2 separate regions of the Mus musculus genome follow, and region 2 is linked to region 1. Evidence: chromatin contacts called from public HiChIP or PLAC-seq data. All regions are on one chromosome and are shown on one strand. The core of a region is the stretch at or near the end of the contact, and the rest is flanking DNA. Distances in the headings are between cores, read along the strand shown.

Region 1 (4,957 bases), core at 1,076-3,575:
TTAAATAGACAAGTCACCTTTATTAGAACAAAAATTAGTGCAGTGCGGCTTTTGGTTTTGAGACACCAGTACCATGTCCTAAAGGATCAAGTGTGTCAGGGAGAAGATAGTGTCTAGTTCTAAGATTAGAACTACTAACAAGTAGAAGTGGGGAATGAAAAAGTAAAACGTAAAAACAAAATTCTAGGCCTTTAGGCCCAGGCTTGGGAATGTGGCCTCTGTGACTCAATGCTCAAAGGTATTGTCTTAGTCAGGGTTTCTATTCCTGCACAAACATCATGACCAAGAAGCAAGTTGGGGAGGAAAGGGTTTATTCGGCTTACACTTCCATGCTGCTGTTGATCACCAAAGGATGCAGGACTGGAACTCAAGCAGGTCAGAAAGCAGGAGCTGATGCAGAGGCCATGGAGGGATGTTCTTTTCTGGCTTGCTCAGCCTGCTCTCTTATAAAACCCAAGACTACCAGCCCAGAGATGGTCCTACCCACAAGGGGCCTTTCCCCCTTGATCACTAATTGAGAAAATGCCTTACAGTTGGATCTTATGGAGGCATTTCCTCAACTGAAGCTCCTTTCTCTGTGATAATTCCAGCTGTGTCAAGTTGACACAAAACTAGCCAGTACAGGTATGCTAATCATAAAACAGATAGCGACATCCCTCCACCCACCCACTTGCTGGGTTCAAGGAGTATTCATTCAAAGAAAGTCACCCTGACCCACCCTGACCATTGCTGGAACCCGCTATGCAAATGTGCTATTGTTAGCGGCTCTTAGAAACTGTCTTGAGAAATAACCCTCACAATTACCAGGTATTCCTCGTGACAGTTGTGACTTTGCACTTCCTTGTGACTCTTAACTAGTATCTTTGGTATTTTCCAACAATGCCCTCCCCACTTCTTTGAGTTGTGGTTTCTTCCTTTAAATACCCTCTTACCCAGCTACTCAGGGCGCCATGGTCCTCTACCCCCGCGTGGTGTATGACCGTGGGCTCGAGAGCGCTCTTGAATAAAAATCCTCTTGCATTTTGCAGCAAGACCGTTTCTTGTGGGTGATTTTGGGGTGTCGCCTCTCCTGAGTCAGAACATGGGGGAGTCCTAACATGTGGGTCTTTCATTAGGAAGTTTAGATGAGGGTGGGTGAGATGGCTAAGCAAATAAGGGTGTTTCCCACCAAGCCTAGCAACCTGAGTTTGATGCCAATGATTCACATGGTGGAAGGAGAACCGAGTCCTGCAAGTTGTCTCCTGACCTTTAGACATGCACTGTGGTATGATCACCCACACACATATGTGTACACCATTAAATAAACATAACATTTTACATGTATAACTAGAAATTCATCACTGTTTTAGAAACTAGACCATTATGAGACCAAGAAAATCAATTCTCTAAGCAAAAATAAAAAGTTGAAGTATTACACTATATTTTGCATTCATTAAATAATCAAGTCAGTAATATTTCAGAGGACTATCTTAAGGAAGAAAAACAAGTGTTCTTCAAAATAAAGTTGCTACTTCATGTACAAATTAAATACTTTACATAATTGGTAAATAGGAATAATTGTTTTTAAAACTGCACAATTGTGACACAAGACCTTACATATAAATTTTAAATGTGATGAAACCTTTACAAGCACAAATGCCAAAAGGTTAATAGCTGATTTCTAAATGTTTCTGTCAGGAGCATGTTGTTGTTGTTGTTGTTGTTGTTGTTGTTGTTGTTGTTGTTGTTAATAAAAAGTTCTGCTCAGCTGTGCCCTTTTATCTTTCTCTCCTTCCTCCACCCAAGGCTCAGGACTGAGAACAATCCTATGGGTCTGACGGCTGGGAGCATCTAGACAACAGTGTCTTCTGGACTGGAAAGGAACAATGCAAGCCTCAACTCTAAGTTGCTGTGGCTGCCTGTACAAGAGCTCTACAGGATTGAGACATTCCATTCCAGGATAGAGGAAGGAGAGGCCCAGGAGCCCCACCCTTAAGTGAGGAGTTGTTTGACAACTGACTGCCAGGAAAAAGGGTATTTTTTTAAGCTCTTAGTAGCTTAACCATTCTCAGATTCCAATGAATAACAAATACACTAGATAGTTGTTATAAAATATAAATTGTGTGTGTGTGTGTGTTGTGTGTGTGTGTGGTGTGTGTGTGTGTATGCATCTTAGGCACTGTACACATATTTGATAGTCACAAAGAATAAAGAATATATACAAATCTATATTTTAGAATACTACTGATCAAGTCCAGTAGCATGAAATTCTAGTAGTCACTGTATCTAGGGTAAATACTAGAAGGACAGAGCTGTTTCTCACCGTCTCCAGGGTAGACATTAGAATGACTAATTGTTTTCTACAAGTTCTTTGACCTTGAAGAAATCATTGCGGAAAAAGGAGCTTTGCAGCCTTTGCCTGACTTTGATTGCAGGACAGCACTGCCACACCCTTGTGTTGTAGAGCATGGAAAACAGAAAGGCAGGAGCATACTGGTTTCCTTCACGAAACGTATAGATTAGATGGAGGCTTTGTACTGAAGAGCTTGTTTTACCCAAAAAAACAATATTTGTGTACCAATCAATAAATACGCTTCTGCACAGCTGTTTGAGGGTCTTCTCAAGGTGGGACCTCCCCGCTGTTTTAGACCCTGATTACATTTTGGAAAGACCCTCTTTCTTTGACAGTGCTGTGTGACTGAGAACACTGACAGTTCAGTGTAATGAAATAATGGTGCCCAGAAAAAATGTCTCTAACTCACACTTAAAGGCAAGACACACTTCCTCAGTGACTTCAGCTTTCAGCTTCGGAGACAAGAGCAGGTTGTATTCAAGATATTCTAATAGAACCAAGGATTCAGAGCCGGGGAAAGAATCTGTTCTGTTGTTTGAACAACAACTTAGGAATGACTCACCCCTCAAATATTTAACAGCCCAGCAAAGAAACACTTCCATTCAACTTCTGCTAAATAAAACATATGTTTGATTGACGTGCCTCGGATTAAATAAGTGATCTGGCCCAGATCACCAAGTATCTATAATTACTTCAAATTGTCCAGCTCCAACTGAACTGCACATACTTCCCTGAATCTAAAAGCAATGGCAGCAGTCCCCAAAAGTATAGTATAGCCTACATTCACTATTTCTTGGATGGCTGTCCTTTTAACTAACTACTTGTGATCATAAACTGTGTTCTTTATAATGTTTAACAGCAATGGGCTGCTTTCTCTGTGTACTCAGATGGTACTCACAACTATAAGAATATTTTAGTGTAGTTAGAAGAGCCAAAATAGTACCATTCCAAAGTTCCAGAGGTAATTAACGTACATGTTCAGAGCATGAAAAGAAAGGTCTCTCTGCCATCGCAAGTCTGCCAAGGTGATACTGAAGAGAGCTACCTTCACACAAGCCTCAAGACTGGTGGCAAAGGCCAGCAAAAAGCTTTTCTTTTGTCCTTGGTGGAGATTATAGCAGCTCATGGAGTCAACAGGGAAGGAGTTCCAAATTGTAGGCAAAAAACAAAAACAAAAGTAACACTTAATTAAGAGCTGGTATAAGAGCAGATCCGCTTCCCAAGTCTAGATTTTACACAACATTAAAAGTATATTTAGAATCACTAGTACTTACTAAAAATCCTATGAAAACAAACTGGGCTTTTATTCTTTCCAGGGTCTTCTGAGACTCTAGGTGTTCACACTAAATCAAATACTTGCGATAAATAGAAAGTAAGACAGTGTAGTACAAATCCAACACTTCTGCTGAACAACTGTAGAAGCGCTATTAATAGTATCCAAATTTCATACACACGATAGACCATTAACTGATGAGCAAATGCAATAACTTCCATTTAGAAAAATGGATGAAGCTGCCAAAACTGACAGACAAATGGACAGACATATATAGAATAAATCTTGACTTGGAAATACACACAGCACCTCAGAAGTATTTAGAATATCCTTTTATAATTGGCCCCAAGTTATCTTTCCAATCTAACTTTTCAGACCTCTCACTGGTCCTAGGAGCTATTCAGAAACTAGCTCTATAATTTTGCTTACTGTTATTTCCTTCATAGCAAGAGACTGCCCTCCCCTCTGCCTATACAATTCTCAATTGCCAGTTGGCCCAGGCTGACTTTCTCAGCAAATTTCCCAAAAATACTGTAATTCACCATATTTTCCTTGAAGCTAATTAGGTATCTCAAAAAGCTAAAGTAGTTTCTTCCTACTCTGAACTTATAAAGAGCTGAATTATTAAACACTTCCTTCTGGCATTGCTTCTGTAATTTTTCAAATATTTATTTTGAATCATAACAGATATGAACTTGAAAGTAGCAACTATATAGATAAAAATCTATTTATATAAAATTAGCATCCATTTGGAGGAAGTAGTTTGAACTCTCTTAACATACATGGATAGCTGATCAAATCAGCTCATTTGGATTAAAAATCAGACACTGAATCTGACAGTGAAAGACTAAAGACCAAGCGACGAAGGCACCAAGAAAAGAGCTGATCAAGCGTCATAAGACACAGGTGTATATATATATACTGAGGCTGGAATGGAATGACACAGCACTAAGAAACCACCCAGCGTCCCGATGACAAGACCACAGTGGGACTACCTGCAAAGCACATGAGCTCAGACCACCCAGCTACACAATATGAAAGCTGCCATTTGATACTTCACTTGTTAATATACTGAGCAAAACTGAGATACAAAACAGAACCAAACTTCTTACCATCATCTTCTCAAAAAGCTTCAAGACTTCACTCTCTGGCAGCGCCTTTGGGTTGTTTTCCATTGTCTCTGAGGACAGTGATGAGCTGTCACTGATCCCAGACACAGTCTTCAGGTGGGGAAGGGGAGGTCTCTCTTTCTTGCTCCCTGGAATTCTTATACTGGCAAATTTGTCCAGCTATGAAGAAAAATAAAATAACACACAAGTTAATATTTCCTCATGCAGCAACTGTTATCTAGT
Region 2 (4,957 bases), core at 937-3,436, 53 kb after region 1:
GGGGGTGGCACACAGCAGGAGCTGAAGGGAGGAATGGGGCTAGGGAAAATGATGTAATTATATTATAATCTCAAAACATTTAAAAATTACAATAATAAAATTAATATGTAAGTAAAAGTCTAACTGTGGAGATCATCAAGAATCCAAATTACTTCTAAATGAATTATGAAGTCATGATTCAAATCAAGCCCCACCCATGAACTCAACATTGTAGAGTTCAACATCTTAGAACTTCAGCATGTTGTCTTTTAGACTTCATTTCAGCATGACTTTTAGCAAATGGTATGGGCACTGTGGCATACCAGAGAAATAATAAAAAACACAATCATCAGCCTTCAGTAACATCAAATATTTATTCAAGAACGCTATGTTGTAAACTACAGAAAATCACACTTCCGTGGCAGCCAAGACATGTGCTGAGCACTAACCCAGAAAGTCAATTATAAAAAAGAAGAGATGGGCCGGGCGTGGTGGCGCACGCCTTTAATCCCAGCACTAGGGAGGCAGAGGCAGGAGGATTTCTGAATTCGAGGCCAGCATGATCTACAAAATGAGTTCCAGAACAGGCAGGGCTATACAGAGAAACCCTGTCTCAAAAAGCCAAAAAAAAAAAAAAAAAAAAAAAAAGAAAGAAAGAAAAAGAAGAAGAGGAAGAGGAGGAGGAGGAGGAAGAGGAGGAGGAGGAGGAAGAGGAGGAGAAGAAAGAGGAGGAGAAGAAAGAGGAGGAGGAGGAGGAGGAGGAGGAGGAGATGGGGGCTGGTGAGATGGTACAGCGGTTAAGAGCACGGACTACTCTTCCGAAGGTCCTGAGTTCAAATCCCAGTCACTTGGTGGCTCACAACCATCCATAATGACATCTGACACCCCCTCCCGGTGTGTCTGAAGACAGCTACGGTGTACTTACATAAAAATAATAAATAAATCTTTAAAGAAGAAGAAGAGGAGGAAGAGGAGGAGGAGGAGGAGGCAGCATCTCATGGATCCCTCTCAGAGTGGACAGAATCTATCATGACCAGGTTAACTCTCTCCTATCCTCGTGTTATTTTGATGCTCAATTCTGCATAATCAACCCCCACTTATCTCAACATGTCTCTGCTCTCAGCTTTATTCAATTACAAGTAAATATTACACTTAGCGATTGATCCACAATCTATTATTTTGGATATAATCATGGTATAAATTCCTGAAATTGTATTTGACAAGAAAGGGCAAAGCCTGTTCCTATCAATACATAAAAATAATTTCCCCATACTTCTAAGGAAAACTAACAGTCAGTGTTAACTCTGCAATTCTCTTGGACTAATACCAAAACCTACCAACCCACACAATCAGACAATCTGAATGAAATCATCCTCATTACCTAGTTTCCTTCCAGCTGACACTAACTAAAAGCTTACCAGGTGCTAATCATAGCTCTTCCTTAAGCTTTAAGAACGCAAAGCCAACCCGATTAACGAGTTTCAGATACTTGAAGACTCCTTCCAAGCTAAACATGACATTCTTTAGCAGTGACTACACAACCCGCCAAGTTTGAAAACGAGTTGCCTCAACTTGTAAAAATACGTCCACCTTAAAAGGTTCTTGTTGAATTAAAATATTAGACGGGGGAGGGAGGGCTATCAGCTAGAAGTTCACTTTCTGTCTGACTGACTGTTCTACTAAAGGGATGGGGTAAATTTTAACTTTCTTTTAAAATGCAGAATCCGCCTTGATGACGTCAGTACACAGCCATTTGAACTGTTTTTCAGATACGCCCAAAGAACTGCCAGGCTTCACAGACATCAGGGCATTCGTCCCAGAAAGGAATCGAATCCCGCCTTGTCACTGGGGATCTAAGCGGATTAACAGCTCAGGCCTTCTGAAACAAACCTAGCTCCCAGCTCCCGGGGATGTCACCTGGGGGACAGGGAGTTGTAGGCCGCGGGAGTCGCCGCACGTTGTGGCTCTGGCCCACACTTACCAACTTGGGTCGCTTCTCCCCGGGCTCGTAGGGGCCAGCGGGCGGCGCGGACTGCAAGCCCTTCCTCCGCGACGACTTGCTGTCCCGGCCGAGAGCGCGCGCCCGGTGCCTCTCCATCTTCCCGGGTCTAGGTCGCGACCTGATCTGGGGCTTTGCTCCGCGGGCTCAACTTCCCGGTCCCACGCCCACTGCGCATTAACCGCTGCACACGGCTGGGCCAATCTATCTGAAATCTCCCGCCACCACAAGCAGCCCGGTCAGCCAATCCCGCGCCGCGGAACCTGTGACGCAAGGGCCCCGCCTTTTCCGGGGATGCCAAAGCCTGGGCCTGATTGGCCCTTCGGCCTGTCCATCGCGCTTCTCGCCCTCTGGCTATGCAGGCTGCTTGCCAGATGGTACATAGTAAGGAACGGGTTTGGAAGGAAGGTTGAGCTAAAGAGAGTCTCTAACAAGGCTTCCCTTGGACTTTCAGAGTAGGTTCTTGAAAAATCTGAGCCGCAGGGAACCTCTCTCAGTACTGTTTCAGCAGCACTGAATACGAAAGCAACTGATAAGCCCTTTGAGTAGTCTCTGGAGATCTCAGGGTCTAGGAAAAATACTTCTACTACTTGCCAGCGCCCATGCCTCTTAGAAGAGATGTTTACCATTTTTTGATTACCGTTTATATAAAAATACTGCTGTCGTCTCAGAGAGAATAGAGTTCATTCTAGAACCAGAAATGAGTGACCGCAGCCAGGTGGTGTGAACATCGGTTGAAGCACGGAAGAAAGTCATTTCAAAGACATTAGGACAGACCTACAGGTGCTACGAGATGCACAGTCTTGTTTGAGGTTGGTGGAAGTTAGTGGACTTTTAAGGAAGAGCAAAAGGCGTCACGTGATAGTCGTAGGTATGTTAGATCTAACGCAGCGATGAATGGCAATTACGTGAGCCAAGATTACTTGGCTCTGGATTGGCAGCATTCCATGTCTCTACAATCATTGGAATTCTAACCTGTCAATTAAGCGCGTAGAATTTTTACTACAGGTGCGGCTTTTTCTGGAACTCCAGTTCACATTGTTCAGCACTTACAGCATGCCTCAAAGCCTAAATGCGTACTCAGGGTCAACCAAAAATTAAAAGGAATAGGGTCCAAACAATTCACAGTTTAATGTGTTTCACAGGTATTGACACAAAACAAAATGTAAAATTATAACAGCCATTCTACAGGTTTTTAAGTTCAGGTGGCAATCCTAAATATAAAGTAGAGGAAAGGGTCAGAACCTGGGTTCAAGGCAAGCAAGCACCTATCCCCAATATGCCAAATAAAGACATTAGTAATGAAGAGAAAATTCTGGAGATCAACTCAGTGTGGCTACACAAGGAAAAGGAACAAATAAAGAAATCCAGGAATCTCCCAAGTGCATCCTTAAAGATATTGACCTTCTGACTATGGAGGTGATTCAAGCCAAGACAAGTAAACATAAACTATTGATTTTGGTACAAGAAATAGTTCTAGGTATTCCACAGAGACTAGCACAGGGATTCAGAAAATGAACCTAAGGTTTCATCTACAGCTTTTAGAGGTTTAGGTTTAGTTCTGGTCTTGCAGGTACTGTTTGCTCCTTTTCTTGTTATAATGTGAGTTTTTATTATTGTCACACAGATTTTCATCTTCAGTGAGCATATACTAAAGGCAGATTCCAAGAGATTACCAAGGTCACCGGAAGAAGTACCTGGCTCTGTCACGATGGACAAGGAAGATGAAGCTTCCATTCTTACCATTTGGTAGCTGCGTGGTGTTGGAGGTGATGTGTGACTTCCTTTGCTTCTCCATCAACAAACACTTCAAATAGGAATGCTTCAGCTTACGTGAGACAACATACAGAAAGCACACAGACCTATCGGTGCAATGCAGCCAAAGACAACCAAGAGACAGACAGACCTATAGTTGGGACAATTTAGATTTATTACAAAACATGTGAACATCGCTGTGATGAACCACGAGGCTCTTAGAAGATGATGCTACAAATCACTTGAAAGATCTGCATTTTGCCGGGGTGATTTGAGGAAAACCTCACAGAATACTATTAGGAGGAATGGCCAGGACTGGGTGCTGTCTTGAAGTGGGAGCAGTTTAATGCCCAGGATATCTTGATGTTTCCTAGGAGCATGATAGCGTGAAGCTATAACTAACAGCATGGCAGATTCTCAGAATGAGGAATGGACAATGTCGAAAGACAAAATCCAAACAAATTTGCTTTTAAAAAGTAATTGCAGCCAGACATGGTGGCGTGGCACGCCTTTAATCCCAGCACTTGGGAGGCAGAGGCAGGCAGATTTCTGAGTTCGAGGCCAGCCTGGTCTACAGAGTGAGTTCCAGGGCTATACAGAGAAACCCTGTCTTGAAAACCAAAAAAAGAAAAAAAGAAAACAGTAATTGCATTATATTTTCTTTTTCTTTCTTTTCTTTTTTTCTTTTTCTTTTTTTCTTATTCCTCCACCCCCTTCCCTTCTTCCTCTTGCTCCGGCCCCACTCGCTCCGGCCCCTATATTTTCAATTGTAGAAAAATACCCTTCATCCTATCAATGACAAGGACTGTTCCACTGCGCTGAGCAACAACTGTGGTTTCATCAGCAGGAAAGGGCTAAAGAAAGCAAAAGTGAAGCCTGAAGAGCAGACTGGGTCTCTTCTCGGTCAGGTCAAAGAGGAAGGGTTGATTGAGGTAGAAAAACCTCCATGGCTAGGTGGTTCCATGGGCCTGGGGGGGGGGGGAGCGTGTGTGGGAGTGAGAAAAGGAACAGACACTCTCCATCTCCCTGAGCTTCCCACCCACAGAGGCTCAGTGAGCAGCCACCCTGTTTCTGCAGCTCTGTCTTCCCCACCTTGACTTACGCTCTACCTTGGAGGTAAAATAAACCCTTCCATCCGTCAGTTGATTTTGTCAAATATTTTATGGCAACAAGAAGAAAGTGAATTACTACAGGGGGAAACGAGCCCCCTTTAGAGTTCAGTGG

Evidence for each region. HiChIP or PLAC-seq counts read pairs in DNA pulled down with a chosen protein or histone mark.
Region 2: a contact with region 1 is called in an H3K27ac HiChIP or PLAC-seq map of embryonic stem cells, with 8 read pairs. The contact joins the promoter of Diaph3 here to the enhancer-like site in region 1. A contact is called at or near these places in 2 of 39 promoter capture datasets (embryonic stem cells and fetal liver), 1 of 15 datasets of contacts at CTCF or cohesin (CD8 T cells), 3 of 484 Hi-C or Micro-C datasets (Sertoli cells, astrocytes and pre-megakaryocyte-erythroid progenitors), 6 of 115 datasets of contacts at active chromatin or transcription factors (effector CD8 T cells, embryonic stem cells, extraembryonic endoderm stem cells and 1 more) and 1 of 9 other capture datasets (embryonic stem cells).

The regions. Positions count from the first base shown.
Region 1 is chr14:87,086,261-87,091,217 of GRCm38.p6, forward strand. Diaph3 (diaphanous related formin 3) reads right to left here. Exons shown (of 28, transcript NM_019670.2): 3 at 4,718-4,894. Among named protein-coding and RNA genes, the nearest start is that of Diaph3, 52 kb to the right of the region's middle. Within about 2 kb of position 2,326, at least 24 of the 459 cell types and tissues checked have an H3K27ac peak or open chromatin away from gene starts, as enhancers often do. A contact at or near this core is called in Sertoli cells, embryonic stem cells and extraembryonic endoderm stem cells, where this site is marked.
Region 2 is chr14:87,139,038-87,143,994 of GRCm38.p6, forward strand. It overlaps Diaph3 (diaphanous related formin 3), which reads right to left and starts at 2,187. Exons shown (of 28, transcript NM_019670.2): 1 at 1,961-2,187. The coding sequence starts at 2,077.